2 separate regions of the Sus scrofa genome follow, and region 2 is linked to region 1. The links are chromatin contacts, called in public HiChIP or PLAC-seq maps. All regions are on one chromosome and are shown on one strand. The core of a region is the stretch at or near the end of the contact, and the rest is flanking DNA. Distances in the headings are between cores, read along the strand shown.

Region 1 (2,700 bases), core at 85-2,584:
TAAAAAAAGAAAGAAAAAAAGAAAGTGACTTTCCCTGAGAGGCCTCCTGAGTCCCCCTCTGCCATCCCACCCCACTTTGTGAGAAGCTTGAATGTGACCTCCAAGGTCAAATCTTGCACGTTCCATTTGATGGCAAGCAGGGTCTCACCAGGTTGCAGGATTCATGAGATCAGGTCTTGGGCCACGACGTGTAGCTTCTTACCTGTGCATCCTAAACGGCTGAGGACAGGCAAGCCTGCTCTGTGAGGTGTGCCCTGGTGGGGTTATGGTTTTGGAATCTACGTATTTGAAACAAGTGTGTGTTTTACCCTTTCTGGCCATCTTTGAACTTCAGACTCTGTTGTGCAGTCTATTTCCATGCTGTCGCCTGTGCGTTACCCCTGATGGCTGGCACGGGCTAGGCGGCAGCAGGATAGAAGGACTAAATGCATTTCAGATTCCCGGGCAGAGGTCACCTCCCCTGAGAGGCCCTCTCAGACCACATTAGCCAGTGGCGTGCTGGTCAATGTTAAATAGCAAACTCTCTGGGCAGGGGGATGCGGGGTGGGGGGAAGCCCTGATCTGTCTGTAGCATTTGCCAGTTTTGAGAGGTAAATACGCTCTCCATGGCCGATGGCAAGCTGCCAGTGTGACACCCCTGAAGGTGGCACCAGGAAGAGAGGCAGGTAGGATTGGCACAAGGGTATATCGCATTTCCCGGGAGTTCCCGCGGTGGCTCAGCGGAAACGAATCTGACCAGCGGGAATTTATATACATTCCCTTTCTTATATGATCTTTCATCATGGTCTCTCCCAAGAGACTGGCTAGAGTTTCCTGTGCTGTACAGTGGGGTCTCATTGCTTATCCATAAGCTTATATGATTAAACTTCCATAATGACTCATAACATTCCTGAAAATGGAACGGTTGCTGCTGGGAGCTGGCGGCATTTGCTTCAGCTCACCACGGCGTTAAATGCGCCCCCGGGCACTTTTTGGCCCTTTACCTTCTCCAGGGCATCTCCCAGGGCCCTAGTGGTTTATTGCCGACGCTACGAGAAGCAGGGACTCTTCACTAGTTCTTCAGGGCTCTTTCCTTAGCCCCTTGAATAAAGCCTGGCCCAAGTAGGTGCTCAACTCTTTGCGCAAAGAAGGAACCCCAGCCTTTTGCGCATAAGAATCCTCCCCATTCACTATTGTGGATGTGGCCAGAATTGGATCTCTGTCCCCACGTCTTCTGAGAAAAGACACGAGGTCCCAGCCTCTGCTTCCCCACATAATGCTTCCTCTCAGAAGTGGAGACATCGCGGAACGTCCCTCCGAAGGCTTTATGACAGGGAAGTGAAACCACGCATGCGTGTCAAGTGCTTCTCACAGCCTGGTACCCAGTAACCCCGCCGTAAAGGGCAGCCACTAGGAGCAGCAGCTGTAGTGGTAGCAGCAGAATCGTGCACTTAAGAGACAAAGTACAAATCTAACCCACACGTCTCTTTCCCCCTCTCTTCTCCCACCAGGATCGTATTTTCAGGACACATTCTCAAGTCTTTAGATGGCTTTTTAAGATTTGAATGTTCCTGTGCCTTGTCCTCCTGGCGCGGCACTGCCATCTTGTGGCCATAATAGGTTATGACCGTGTCCTAGATCTGAGCACCCAGATAGCTCTGCAGCCAGAGCCCAGGTTTGGAAAGCAGCAGGTGATTTCTGAATAGAACGGTGGCGATTGGTCAAAGCCGCACACCAGATTACCAATTCCATCCAGGAGGGTTTTAAGCTTCCTCTGTGTCACTTCAGGACAGCTGATTGTTGTTGGACGTTTCTGCTGGTGACTGTCCTCTCTCTGTTTCTGTCTTGCCCCCTCTCTGTCTCTCCATCTATCTTGAGCTTTCGGCCTCTTTTTTATAAATGGCATTTAAAAATGAGTGAGTGCCATCTGCTGGGCGAAGGCTGTAAGATCCGGTATGAGGGCTTTTCTCGGGACTCTGCAGAGAAATGAAGTACATACAAATCCTTAGCTTTATGGGAAGAAAGTAGGTAAATAATGGGATCCTGATGTCAAGCCCCTCAATCGGTGCACATTTCTCCCTTCATTAGAAACATCCTCCTCTGGGGAAATGGGGTGTGGGAAAAGACTGCCAGTGTGCGCCTAGTATCTACTGGACTAACTTTAGCGAATGTTGTTGGGGTCTCACTGCAAAAATCGACCACATTCTCATCAGAGTTTCCTAAAGCGTGATCTGCAGACAAGCTGCATTTGAGTCATCGAGGTCCTTAAGAATTAAGGCTCAGCGGCCCCACACAAAACCACAGCATCACGCTCTGAGCTCGGGGCCCTGGATTCTGCACTTTGAACACCTCCCCCCCCCACCCAGTGACTCCTGTACACACTCGTATGTGTTTAAGAACCATGACCCTAGACCCTGCCACTGCGGAAAAGACTTTGTCAGCAAAAGGCAGAAAGCATTTGCATGTGGGTTAAGGCTTGCAAAAACTCCGTTTTGTGCAAGTGGGAAAAGGAATCATTTACCAAGCCATAGCTGCCCCCTTCACTCCCTTTAGTGGTGTGGGGTAAGTGACCACGGACCCTAAGCCCAGGAGCAGCGCCTGGCACAGGTGCCCATGCTGATCACTGCTGCTGGATGTTACACTTCCCTGTCTCTCCACTCCACTTGGCAGGTGGGAAATGGCTGGTCCACACCCAGGCTGCCCTCTCAGCCGGTTCTGCCC
Region 2 (2,700 bases), core at 86-2,585, 140 kb before region 1:
AGCAGAAAGGATCACAGGGTAAATCAACTATACTTCCATCAAACTTTTAAAAATGCAAAAAGAAGTAACTACAACAACAACAATTTTTTTTTTTTGAAAAGTGTATTTAGGAGTTCCCTGGCGGCCTAGTGGTTAAGGATTGGATGTTGTCACTGCTGTGGGCTCGGGTCACCGCTGTGGCGCAGGTTTGATCCCTGGCCTGGGAACTTCTGCATGCCATGGGTGTGGCCAAAATAAATAATTTTTGAAAATTTAAAAGTCTATTTAAAAATGTAAAAATCACAGAGTTCTATCATGGCTCATCGGGTTAAGGACACAGTGTAGGCGCCATAAGGATGCGGGTTGGATCCCCGGCCTTGCTCAGTGGGTTAAAGATCCAGCATTCCACAAGCTGGGCATAGGTAACAGGTGCGGCAGCATTTTTGTGGCTGTGGCATGGGCTGCAGCTGCAGCTCCCATTCAACCCCTAACCCAGGAACTTCCATATGCTGCCAGTGTGGCCCTACAAAGAAAAAACAAACAAAACAAGGAGTTCTCTTGTGGCACAGTGGATTAAGGACCCAGTGTTGTCACTGGAGCAGCTTGGGGTTGCTGCTGTGGCGTGGATTCGATCCCCGGCCTGGGAATTTCCATATGCCACAGGTGTGGCCAAAAAAATAAAAAAGCAGATTACAAAACAGTACATAAAGACGGATTTCTGGTGAAGGTTGGGCAAGTTCATTGTGGTCAGCACTGGGCGCCTCAGGAAAGGACAGGTGGGCAGGTGTTTTGCACACATCCTACAGACCAGGGCGTCACAGGAGCCGTGCGGCTTCACCTGGGGATCCGAGAAGGGGCAGGTGAGCCTGGCACAGCTTCAGCCATCTTGTCACCAGGAGGAGAGCTTGTCGAGAGAGAAGGCAAAGCCCAGGAAAGTAAAACCAAGAGAGAAAGCGAAAGTGAGTAGGACACTGGGTGTGGATGGTCTGAGGCTGTGGTTCCAACCTGGCTTGGAGCCATCTATTCCTGGACTTTTCAGGAAATAAATTCCTCCTTGTCAGCTTACCCTGACTTTCTGTCACTTGTAAACCCAAAGGGTCTGTGTGCCCTAAACACGAGCTCCCAGCTTATTCACCTTGCAAAGAGTCAGTTCCTGGAGACGAGCCACGGCACAGATGGGCTCACCAGGCGTCTTTCTGTTGGCACCTGGAGCACTTCCTCTCAGCGGGCACAGCCAGGTGGCACACCTCAGAAGGGATGCCTGGGGCCTGCCTGCCCCCTTCTCTGGGCCCAGGCCTGGGTCGAGGCTCCCCGGGGACAGAGGAAGTTCCTGCCTCAGGGCTGTGCTTCCGCTTTCCTTCTGCTTAAAAATTCTCCCCTCCCCACGCTGCCCTGGCCGCCTCCTCAGCCTCTCCTGTGACTCCATTAAACACCTCTTCCAAGAAGCCCTCCCTGACCATGCGGCTGAGGGAGACCCTTCTGTTCCTGCTTCAGTGTGCTCTGTGAGTGGTTCCCTTCTCACGTAGCAGCTTCATGAGGGCAGGGGCCCGATCTGTCCTGTTTACCACTGTGCCCCGAGCTCTATGCAGGGTCTGCCATAGCGTAGAAGTGTCATCCACTGCTGTTTGTTCAGAGATGAGTCATACACAGACAGATGGGTAAGGCTGGTGAGCAGCCCCAGTGCTGACCAGGTGGGTGGGGCTCGCCCAGATCTTCTTCCAGGGAGGGTATTTTCTTGCTCTTAACGGGGGACCCAGTGACACCAACTAGAGGACAGGTTCTGGCTCTGATGAAACCAGAACTTTCCCTCACTTGAGGGTCTTACCTGCTATCAGGGTGCAAAGCCCAGAGCTGGAGCCTGGGTACCACCTCCCAACTGGGGGTGGAAAGCCGAGGATGCCAACCAAAGCTGAAACCAGACCCACAGCTGAGGAGCTGGGCAGCAAGCAGGGCTGATCCGGGGTGCGGGGACGGGGCCAGGGCCAGGGGGCTAAAGAGAGGGAGCGAGACTCCAGCTGGTCTGGGATGATGCACATCTCAGACGGGTGATCCAGGCCATGTGGTCAGAGGCTGATTTCCCTTTGCAGTATTTGCCTTTCTTTCTGAGTAAATCGGTGAGAAGTCTTGGTGTGATGATCATGGGTCTCTAAGGCTTGTCTCTGTCTGTCTGTCTGTCTCTGTTTTTTTTTCAGGGCCGCAGTTTCGGCATATGGAGGTTCCCAGGCTAGGGGTCTAATTGGAGCTACAGCTGCCTTCCTACACCGCAGCCACAGCAATGCCAGATCCAAGCTGTGTTTGTGACCTACACCACAGCTCACAGCAATGCCAGATCACCGAGCAAGGCCAGGGATTGAACCCATGTCCTCATGGATACTAGTCAGATTTGTTTCCACTGAGCCATGACAGGAACTCCTCTCTTTCTTTCTTTCTTTCTTTAACCATACCTGAGGCATATAGTAGCTCATGGGCCAGTGATTGAACCCGCACCACAGCTTAACCAGAGCCACAGCAGTGGTAGTGTCCAATCCTTAACCTACTGACCCACCAGGGAACTCCCATCTCAGTCTCTCTCTCTCTCTCTGTTATTTGTTTTTTTTTTTTTTTCTTTTTAGAGCCACACCCTTGGCATATGAAGGTTCCCAGGCTAGGGGTCAAATTGGAGGTACAGCTGCCGGCCTACAGCACAGCCACAGCAACGCCAGATCCAAGCCGCATATGCCA

What was found. HiChIP or PLAC-seq counts read pairs in DNA pulled down with a chosen protein or histone mark.
Region 2: a contact with region 1 is called in an H3K27ac HiChIP or PLAC-seq map of alveolar macrophages. The contact joins two enhancer-like sites. A contact is called at or near these places in 16 of 47 Hi-C or Micro-C datasets (alveolar macrophages, blood, embryonic fibroblasts and 8 more) and 1 of 2 datasets of contacts at active chromatin or transcription factors (alveolar macrophages).

The regions. Positions count from the first base shown.
Region 1 is chr6:34,050,800-34,053,499 of Sscrofa11.1, reverse strand. No RefSeq gene overlaps it. Among named protein-coding and RNA genes, the nearest start is that of CYLD, 70 kb to the left of the region's middle. Within about 2 kb of position 1,334, at least 20 of the 83 cell types and tissues checked have an H3K27ac peak or open chromatin away from gene starts, as enhancers often do. A contact at or near this core is called in alveolar macrophages, where this site is marked.
Region 2 is chr6:34,190,681-34,193,380 of Sscrofa11.1, reverse strand. No RefSeq gene overlaps it. Among named protein-coding and RNA genes, the nearest start is that of SNX20, 15 kb to the right of the region's middle. Within about 2 kb of position 1,335, at least 24 of the 83 cell types and tissues checked have an H3K27ac peak or open chromatin away from gene starts, as enhancers often do. A contact at or near this core is called in alveolar macrophages, where this site is marked.